2 separate regions of the Mus musculus genome follow, and region 1 is linked to region 2. A link is a contact called in public promoter capture Hi-C data. All regions are on one chromosome and are shown on one strand. Each heading gives the region's core, a stretch centred on a gene start, on an enhancer-like site or on the middle of the called end of the contact. The rest is flanking DNA. Distances are from core to core; before and after follow the strand shown. Region 1 holds the start of Etv3l (ets variant 3-like). Region 2 holds the start of Naxe (NAD(P)HX epimerase).

Region 1 (5,422 bases), core at 658-3,157, 510 kb before region 2:
CATTTTCAAGTGTACACTTGAAATCTCACCTGGATGCTGAGGCAGGAGCATTGTCATGAATTCAGAGCCAGCAAGGGCCATACTCAGCTAGGATGAGGTCCTGTTTCTAGAACTGAAAAAACATGAATGTATTAACTGTGTATGGAGGCCGTGTGAGAAGCTGGGTAGGTAGGTGGATACAGGAGGGGTATGGGTGCCTCCTGGTGTTCTGCTCAGTGACAGGGCCCATTACCCCAGGACTCTGCCCACTTTGCTTTTATCTTGTAGAGGAAACAGCTGGCCAGCTGAGAAACCACCTTCAAGCCCAGTGCCTGGCTGGCTAGTCCACATATAATGACATGGATGGAGCAGGAAGACAGAGACACTGGAGGCTGGCAGCAAGGAGGGCTTCCCTGTCGGGTGTCCAGGAAGATGAGAAGAAGTATGCTGGGGTGGTGACCAAGCAGCAAAGGAGAAGAGATGGAAATACTAAGAAGCAGCCAGCCCCCCTCTCCCCACCCCCCAACTCTCACCCTGGCCTCAGCTTGTGTTCTGTAAGGGACTCTGCACTGTAGTAACAGAGCCTGAAGAGCAGCCTCCTGTCTATGGTGGACAGGAGGCCCAGGCTTCAAACTCTTAAGTGAATGAGCGTAGGTGGGTGATGGCGAGCAAGGGGCAGGCCAGCCTGCTGCACTGCAGACCCAGCACCTACGACAGACAGCAGGATGCTAACTACATCTCCTCTTCCCTTCACCGTGTGTCTCCTCTTGCCCATCACTGTGCGAGGTTACCCTTCCTGCATGGCTCTGGCCTACGGAGCCCTGCCTTCACCAGGACCCTCCCTCCCTCCCTGAGGCCCAGCTCTTGTCTTCCATCAATCAGCCCCTCTCCCACCTGTCCATCACGCTAGCTTCGGTTGATTTAACCAGAAAACAAGCCCAGAATGTAATTCCGTGCCCTCCATCCCATCTCCATCAGCTCAGAAGGCAGTATGCTGAGGGGTGGGGGCATGGCCTCCCAGAGTCAGTGAAGACAGGAAAATCATACTGATACCAACAACATCCATCAGCCTTCTCCCTGCTTGGGGCTGGAAAGCTGAACACAGCCCTGACAGGCTCCAGGGTGGCTTGGTCCCAGGTATCAACCTGAGATCCTGTTCCTTAGGCATCTCAGCTAAGTTCTCATCTCCTCCCCAAGATGTCCTGGGAATTCTAGCCCTTATCTTGTTCCTCACTGAGCTGTCTGATACTCCTGTAGTCACTGTCTCCTAACTGGCTTAGTCTTTAGTTGGAAGTTCTTCCTGTTGTCTAACTTCAAGTCAAATTAGTAAGGTCTTAAAAAAATTTTTTTAATCTCTAGAACCATAAGAGAGTAAACATATTATGTGCCTTTAAATCTTTAGAAAAATGACCTTGAGTAACTATCATGTGGAAGATGGGACTCACTGGTGGAAGAATTTGCCTAGCCATGTCTCCAGTACTAAGGAGTAAGTAAAAAATAATATACTTTAAAATATATTTCATCTATATCATTTTATTCTAGCCAAAGAAGGAAAGTTACAGGTTGTGACAATCTGGCACTAGTGAGTGAGTGAGTGAGTGAGTGAGTGAGTGAGTGAGTGAGTGAGTGAGTGAGTCAGTGAGTCAGTGAGTGAGTGAGTGAGAGCGCATCTCAAGCAAAGGCTGGAGTCACGTTTAAGTCTGGGAGGTATGAGGTCAGTTTTTAGATCTGAACTCCGATCTCCACAGAATGCTACACAAGAAAGAATGGATGGCTAGACAACTCGCAGGACGTCCCAGCAGGTCAGTAACCTTGAGAAGAATTGAAAAGGAGGAAGTGTCCCTAGCAGGTACTTTAGGAGCCAGCCACCCCACAGGAAGAGCCCCTACTCTGCTGCAAGGTGGACACATGTGTGGGGTGTCTGTATAAGGCATCGAGCCGTGCCACTGGCTCTCAAAGGGTTAATGGTGCTGTCTGCAAACGACCTTGGCTCCCCTGGGAGCTTGGAGATCCCCGCTCTCATTTTAAGTAACCCTAACGCGATGAGCAAGGGCAAGGAGCGAGTCAGAAGGAACCAGACTGCGCGCAGAATTGATGATCCAAAGCGGTAAGCCATCCTGGCAGGTCTGAGACGGGGGCTCCTCTGTGCACCCGGATATGGAGCCAGTTATGGGACAGTTGGGAAGTGGGGCGGAAGGAGCTGAAGCCCACAGGTGTGGCGAGGCTTTTCTTTCTCCAGAGGAATGGCACAGAGCTGGAGTTGTGTGCTCAGGGCAGAGAGCTTTCCGGCATCTGTGGGAGGATGTCACAGGGACACTGGTTCAGTGTAGCAGGGAGTTCTTCTATGAAGGTGGGGCCAGTATCTACTATCTGGAACAGACAAGACTCTGGGGTGAATGATGAGCAAATAACCAAGCTCTCAGCCAACTTCTCATCCTGCTAGCCTTGTGGGTCCTTAGGAGCCATGCCCCTGCCCAGGCTCATTGCTCCAGGGCACGGGTTGGGGTGGGGGTGGGGGTTTCGGGGGACGACGATAGTCGGGTCGGTCGGGGGTAAAAGGCCAGTTGTTGAGGCTGACTGGGGAGCAGATGGAGGCAGCCGAGTTGGGGAGCATCACGGAGTGGGTGGAGACAGGACAGAGAATTCCTCCTGAGCCTGGCAGGATGAACTAAAGGGATGCATGCCTCTGGTGGGGCAAGAGGGTTCTGCTCCATCCACCTGCCCCTCTTCCTTTCTCACACCGTTTCCCAAAGTACTAGGGCCAAGAATCCTGACGTATGAGAGCCCTTATGGTAGTGAGCACAGATGCAGGCTAGAGAGGCAGGTGCGATGCCAAGAGAAAGTTTCAAACTCTCTCCAAGCCCTGGGTCAGGGTCGGGGTGGAGGGGGTTTGATCTCTCTGGCTTTGTCAAAGGACAGTGGAGCCTCCTGGGCATAGAGACTCAAGCACAGAATCAGCTGAGAGAGCTTCAGACTTGATAGAAAGTGAAGGGCTCAGGTCTAGCCTGGAGGTCTGGGCTAGATGTAGACACGGGATTGGTTTTTATGGACGGAGGCCTTGGATGCTGGGATGCAGGGTTGCGGGCTACCTCTGCTTGCTGCCGGGTTTTCCGGCTGATCTAACGCCCTGCCCTGGGCAGTGATGAGCTCACCCAGCTCAACTGTTTGCTGGAACTTTCATCTCCTGCCTGCCTTGCCCTGCTGCCCCCTTAGTGCCTGCTGCACGGGATTTCTTGTTCCTGGTGGGGAGACTAAGGGCCGGGGTGGGATGTTCGGGAGGCTTCCCTAAGGAACATTGGATAAGAATATGATGAATGAGACCAGCACTGTGGGAAGAGAGTGGGCACCAGAGGCAGTTGTGGAAAGGGAGCAGCCCAGGGTAGGGGGAGACAGAAAAGGGCGGGCAAGAGGCAAAAGTGGCAAAGCCCGCCACACAGAACAGGGCTGGATGATCGGTGGTGAGACTGAGACCAGGAGAGACCAGCCACCCAGACAGGGAGCAGGGGTGAACAGAGACCGCACAGAGCTGAGGAGGGAGCACAGGAAACAGCCCGACAAGAGGAAGCCACAGGTGAGAAGGAAAGCTGGAGGGAAGAGGGAGGGGTGGGGGGAGGGAAGAGGTAGGCTGAAGATCAGAGGAGGGCAGAGCCCCAGACTGAAGCCTGTGACAACCACCTCCATGGCCCATTCCCCTAAGCATCTGTGAGGGGATTTTTCTCTAACCTTCAACAACCCATTCCTACCAGCCCTATGGGAGTTGACATTAAGTGTCTGGGTTTGGAGTTCTAAACCTTAGGCCACAGGGGTGGGGCTGCCACCAGAGGCTAGGTGGAGATCTAAGACCCATGATGGAGGGGCTGAGGGAGCCTCTCCCCAAAGGTGCCATCCCCAAGAGAGGGAGGAATACCAGGTCAGGGAAGAAGGGAAAGGACGTGAGTAGAGGCAGAAAGGCGCTGGCTGCTTCCCCACCATCCCCAGCTGCTCCACCCATCCCCATTCAAAGCCTTCGCTAATATCAGCAGCAGCCTCAGAGCCAGCGTCCCCACCTGCCAAGAGCCAGGGCAGAGATGGGAGGTTTCCAGTCAGACTGGGGAGGGAAGGAAGGAGAAGCGGCCTTTCCAACCTCTGGAGCCTCTGAGGTCTCTCCTGCTGTCACTGTGGCTGTCACTGTGATCTCCTCTCCGTTCCTGTCCTTCTGGCCCTGGGTCCCAGTCTGGTCTCACTGTCCAGGATCCAGCTCTCTGCCTGGCTCTTTCAGGCTTATGTCTCTCTGCCTCTCTCTTCTCTGCACATCAACAATCCTACCTGCCGCTGATTCAACAGGGCGCTGAAAAGCTCAGGTTTTGTCCAGTCGATCTGGTTACTTGGTCCCTGGCTTCAAAGGTCCCAATGACAGCATGACTTTCTTTTCATAACTTTTATTGATTTGTTTTGTTTGAGGCAGGGCCTACCCATGGCACATTTGCTGGCCCCTAACTCTTTGTCGCTCAGGCTGGCCTTGAACTAGGAGCAAGCCCCTTGTCTCTGCTGATTCTACAAGTGTGAGCTACCCCATCCAGCACCACAAAAATGACTTTCACTCTAAGTTTCTACATACATACTGTACTGGGCTCAAAGGCTTGTGTTTATGTGTCTGTGTCCTTGTATGTGAGTGTGTGTGTCTTTATGTGTATGTCTGTATGTCTGTGTGTCTCTAAAAATGTGTGTCTGTGTGTCTCTCTATGTGTGTGTGTGTGTATGTGTCCGTGTGTGTCTCTGTGTGTACGTGTCCGTGTGTGTCTCTGTGTGTACCTATGTGTATGTGTCTGTGTGTATGCATCCATGTGCCTGTGTGTTTATGTGTATGTGTCTGTGTCAAGTATGTCTCAGTGTGTATCTATACATATGTGTCTGTGTGTATGTGTCCATGTGTGTCTGTGTGTGTATATGTGTATGCTTGTGTATATATGCTCCTGTATATCTATATGGAAATCTGTGTTTCTGCATGTGTCTGTGTATGTCTGTGTATTTATGTGTCTGTGTGTATGTATGTATGTGTATCTGTGTGAAACTATGTGAATGTATCTTTGTGTGTCTATGTGAATATGTCTGTGTGTCTATGTGAATGTGTCTGTATGTCTATGTGAATGTGTCTGTGTGTGTGTCTATGTCTATGTGTGTGTGTTTGTGTTTCTATCTTTCTCATGCTTGCCCATTGGGTTGGCTGGCCTCTGGCTTCCTGGGACTACTGTTGAAATTTTTCTGGCAAAGAGCCGACATCCCAGGCTTGGTTGGACAGTTTCCTTCAGGGCCAGGGCCTCCTGTCAGCCTTGCCTCTCTCCTTAGAGTTCCAACTCTTCTGCCCCAGTTGACCAATTACAGCTCAGTGCCTGGAGTCAGACAGACCTGTTCTCATCCAGCTCTACCACTTGGCAGGATCTTGAGCAAGTCTCTTAATCTTTTG
Region 2 (5,229 bases), core at 637-3,136:
AAGATGGCAGGTTCAGCTGGTACTTCTTCTCTAGAGCAGGTGGTACAAAGCGACCCCCAAGGTAATGATATCGGCCAGTAAAGTGAGTTGCAGACTTCTTGGGTGCCGTCAGTGAGATGAGTAAGTCTGGTTGGATTCCGCTAGGGTTTCCCTTCTCTACATCCCATCCTGAAGAGAGAAAGTAGTATAAGGACATACAGGTGGCCTGGTCCTAAGGAAGAGGGAAAGCCCTCAGTCCCATGTACTATCGGGCTCTGGTTTTCCACAGGGCCAGGCAGCATGAACTTTGCTCCCCAGCCCTAATGTGGGACAGTCCCCTGGGTACCAGCCTTAGCCAGGTTTGAGCACGAGTCTCCCAGCCACCTGAGTCTCAGCACCTGAGGGAATGTCGATGCTAGCAATGGGCACAGTGAGTCCACTCAAGACACTCAGGATGCTGTGGAATGGCTCCCGAACGTCACCCTTGAAACTGAAGCCGAAGATGGCGTCCACCACCAGCTCATACAGCTCGTCCACCATCATGGGCTGGGAGCGTGAGGGAAGGGGAAAGGATGTCAGGAGCTGCTGTCACCTAGGGAGGCCTGTCCCTGCACCCACTGACCACAGAAGCATGTATATAACTGGTTCCTAAGGCACAGTAAAGAGGAGTTGCTCATTCAGGACAGTCTGAATCCAGGCCTGAGTACCTACCTGCCTGTCACTGGTGAGAAGGGGTGACTGCCAGTCTCAGGCTTCCTGACACTGGAAGCCAGAAGAGACTAGTTCTGTTCTGCATATCAGTGTCTTCATCCATAGAATAAGCTGGGGCTTTCTGGTTTTTGTTTTGTTTTAATTTCTGACTTCCCACCCTTTAATCCATGCATCTACAGAAAAGGTTCAGGATGAGGCCCTGAGGGCCAGATTATTGTTAGATGCATGTTGTGGGAGTTGTTTGGCTGCAGAATAGGAGTGCCTGGAAAGTCGTGGAGCACACAGTCTGGAGGGGCTTCTACACCACTTTTTTTCAGAGAACACTTTTAGGGCAGACAGACACTAGGCAGGCCAGCTTGATCTGAAAATGGGAAGGGCAGGACAGGGGCAGTACTTACTGTAGAAACAGGCATCAACCCACCTACCTCTGGGGGCATTTCACCAAGGAAAGGAATGTCCATTTTCTGACACTGAGTCACTAGCCCAGTGAAGAGGGGCTTGTTAGGTCTTTTGGGGTAATAGATAGTTGGCTGGTAACCCTAGTTGAAAAGGAAAGTAGCCATTCAATCTCCGATCCCGAGTCTTCATACCTTGCCACAAAAAACTCCGTTCACATACTTACAAAAAGTTTGAGGTGTCGCGCACAGACCAGCCCATCCCCTCCGTTATTTCCGGGGCCACAGATGACCAAGACAGTCGGGGGACTCTTGGACATAGACGTGGGGGGATAAGCCTGAAGGCAGAAGTGCAGAGGGCAGTCACCGCTGTGTGCGCCACCGCCGGGGACCTCCCCACCTGCACCTCACTGAGGTTTCTCGCTGTGCCGCTTACCTTGGCAATAGCCGTGGCACAGCTCAACCCGGCCAGCTCCATGAGTTGATCCACGCTGAACTGATACTCGTTAAAAAGCTCTTGGTCCACGGCCTGAGCCTCCTCCTGACTGAGGGAAGTCCTGGCCTGAGTCCGCCCCTGGGGTGCTGGGGCCGCGGCCTGCCCTGCCCCGCCCCCGCGGGAGAGGGCGGCCGTACCTTAAGTACTTCACCGCAGCGCCCGCCATGGTCTCCGAGCCCCGGCGCTGTGTTCCCCACCAGATGGGCCTTGCACGACACACACTCTGCTGGCTGATGACCCGTGGCAGGCGCGAGCCCGCAACCAGCAGCCCCAGCCCCAGCAGCGTCCGCAGCCCGGACATTCGACTAGCAGAGCGCCGCTCGCACGGCGCATGCGCAGGGCCCGCCCCGCCCCAGAGCCTCTGCATCTAACCGTCCGTTCCTAGTCCCAGACTATCAGGCGTTCCGCCCACCTTCGTTCCGCCCTGCGTTCTCACCTTTCCCCGGCGTCGCAGAGTTCCAAACAGATGTGCTTCGCTCCCTCTGCAGTCCTGGCTGGCCACCATCTTGAAGCAGTTCTGTTGCCTCCTTGCTGAAAGGTGTGATTGCACGCAGTTTTTTAAAAATTAGTATCTTTGACCTCTCGCTGCCCCTGCTTTTTACAGGGTTTCTCTGTAGCCCTGGCTGTCCTGGAACTCACTTTGTAGACCAGGCTGGCCTCGAACTCAGAAATCCGCCTGCCTCTGCCTCCCAAGTGCTGGGATTAACGGCGTGCACCACCATGCCGACTTGTTTGTTTTTAACATTTAAAAATGCAAGGGTTGGAGGGAAGAGGCATGCACGTGCCTTGCTGCACATATAGAGGTCAGAGGACAATTTCTGTGCATCCGATCTCTCCATCCAAAGAGTAAGATCCGAGGATCAATCACAGGTTGTCAGTGCCCTTGCTCTTCAAGTGGTTTTGTGGACCTCTGCCCTGTCTGTTTTACTTATGTAATGTAGAAAATAGAATTTTTAAGGCTGTGATAGTGGCAGGAACTTTAGATTACTCCGGTAATTGTACTTCAAGTCCAAGGTTCTGTGGTCTTACGCAGGACCTCACCAGCTTTATTTTTCTGATTTCACTAGCATGTGAGTTACTCAAGGCTCCTTACAGATTTGCTGGAAAATATTTAGTTAGTTTATTTTTGGTCAGCTGATTTTGTTTTCAGTTGTTTCAGAGTATGGGTATGTGCGGTCACACAGGTGCCCTCGGGAACCAGAGGTGTCAGGTCCCCAGAACTACAAGCAGTACAAGCAGTCTCATGTGGCCTAGGCTGCCTTGGATCTTATGTCTTACGTTGCAAAAATGGCTTTAAATCCCTGATCCTCTGAGATTCTGGGTCTGAGCCACTGTAGCTGGCTTTATTTAAGTTTAGTGTTTGTTTGTTTGTTTGTTTATGTATAGGTTGTGAGCCATGTGGTTGCTGGGAATTGAACTCAGGACCCCCTGCTTGCTCTTGGCCCTCTTGTTCCGGTGGAAAGCTTTATTTATTATATGTGAGTACACTGTAGCTGTCTTCAGGACACGCCAGAAGGTGTCAGATCTCGTTACGGGTGGTTGTGAGCCACCATGTGGTTGCTGGGATTTGAACTCAGGTCCTCTGGAAGAGCAGCCAGTGCTCTTAACCACACTGAGCCATCTCTCCAGCCCTGAAGATTCATTTCTAAAACACAATGTGAAATATGTTTATTTGGCATAGATAATATGTTAAGCACTTACACATACCAGGTGCTAACATGAACCACCTCACTTCATAGCAACCTTAGTATTCCCGTTTCAAAGATTAATTAAAAAAGAAAAAAAGGAAGACCTGCCCACCTGCCCAGTGATAATGATGGCTGGTGGTGGAGCTGGGATCTCAGCAGGCTGACCTTACAGCCTTCTGCAACTTATCCTGTTGATTTCATTCTGATGGGCTGTGACTATAGAACAATACAGAAAATATCCCATCCACAGAACTCAGGAGACAACCAATGAGAGCTGTTTCTACAATCGCTGCCTCCCCTTTATTGCCAGCATGCAACCTTTCAGGTTTTCTTAATTCTGCCAAACCCCTAGTGTATTTTTAGCCTATCATAGATAAGAATATTCAATCAGATTAAGGAGGTTGGCTAGGGGCCTGACGCAATAGCAACATTCCTTTTTTTTTTTTTTTTTTTTTTTTGGGTTTTTCGAGACAGGGTTTCTCTGTATAGCCCTGGCTGTCCTGGAACTCACTCTGTAGACCAGGCTGGCCTCGAACTCAGAAATTCACCTGCCTCTGCCTCCCGAGTGCTGGGATTAAAGGCGTTTGCCACCACGCCCGGCAATAGCAACATTCTTGTGTGGCAGACACCATCATTTGCTCCTCTAAACCCATTCTCCTTCCCTAGCAGATCCTGATATTCATATCTTTGTGGAGTGGCACAACAAAACCCAGCATTCTTCCGTCTCCCTCCAGCCAGTAAGAGTGGCCATTTAATTAAATGTTCACCACTAATGAACAGAAATGATATGGATATAGACAGACAGACAAATAGAGATATAGAGCCACTCCTATAGAGTACTATTTTGGAGGGGTGTGCTATTTTGTGTGATTTTTTTATTTGTTTTTGAGGCAGGGTCCTACCATGAGCTCCGGCTGTCCTGGAACTCACTATGTATACCAGGCTGGCCTTGAACTCACAGAGATCTGCCTCTATCTGCCTACCAAGTGGTGAGATTAAAGGAATGCACCACTATGCCTGGCTTCATAGTGTACTTTTAAAAGATCTCCTCCACTTCTTTCTTATTACTGGGCTGGATTGAAGGCACGATGCTTGTCTTAGTTAAAGAGTTACTATTGCTGTGATGATTCATGACCACAAAGTAAGGTGAGGAGGAAAGGGCTCATTTAACTCACACTTCCACATCACAGTACATCCTCGAGAAAATCAGAAGAGGAACTCAAATAAGGCAGAGGCCATGGAGGTGTGCTGGCTTGCTCATCATGGCTTGAACAGCCTGCTTTCTTATAGACCCCAAGACTACCAGCCAAGCATGGCACCACCCACAGTGGGCTAGGTACACCACCCAATGCTAACTAAGGAAATGCCCTGCGGCTGGATCTTATGGAGGCATTTTCTGTTGAGGTCCCCTCCTTTCAGATAACTCTAGCTTGTTTCAAGTTGGCCTGGTGCTATAGGTGGAGCAGCCCTTTCCTTCTTCCCTTGATGGCCTTGTGTACGCTCGTCAAGCTCTTTATCATGAGCTACTTCCCCAGCCCCTGCAGCTATGAGGCGGAAACCCCATGTTAGCATCAGAGTCAGGGCTGCAGAGATGTGTCAGCAGTTAAAAGCACTTACTGCTCCTGCAGAGGAGCCAAGCTCCTTCCCAGACCTCATGTCAGGTGGCTCACAACTGCTTGTGGCTCCAGGAGATCTGACACCTCTGGCCTTTGGGCACTTTCACACATATGCAATGACAACACACAGATACACTCACATTCAATCATATCATCATCGTCATCATCATCATCATCATCATCATCATCACCATCATCATCGTCCAGGCATTAATCCCAACACGTGAAGGAGACAGAGGCAGTCTACAGAGTTAGTTCCAGGACAGCCAGGACACTGAGAAACCCTGTCTCTAAAAAATAAAAAAGGAAGAAACCAAGGAAACTTGTGACTATAGAAACTAGTG

What was found. Promoter capture Hi-C pulls out the DNA fragments that hold promoters and counts their contacts.
Region 1: a promoter capture Hi-C map of stem cell-derived epiblast-like cells shows a contact between it and region 2, with 4 times the contacts expected there. The contact joins the promoter of Etv3l here to the promoter of Naxe in region 2. A contact is called at or near these places in 3 of 39 promoter capture datasets (embryonic stem cells, hippocampal neurons and stem cell-derived epiblast-like cells).

Annotation. Positions count from the first base shown.
Region 1 is chr3:87,548,150-87,553,571 of GRCm38.p6, forward strand. It overlaps Etv3l (ets variant 3-like), which reads left to right and starts at 1,908. Exons shown (of 6, transcript NM_001370856.1): 1 at 1,908-2,086.
Region 2 is chr3:88,056,609-88,061,837 of GRCm38.p6, forward strand. It overlaps Naxe (NAD(P)HX epimerase), which reads right to left and starts at 1,887. Exons shown (of 6, transcript NM_144897.3): 1 at 1,719-1,887; 2 at 1,522-1,630; 3 at 1,313-1,423; 4 at 1,116-1,229; 5 at 378-525; 6 at 1-168. The coding sequence starts at 1,882.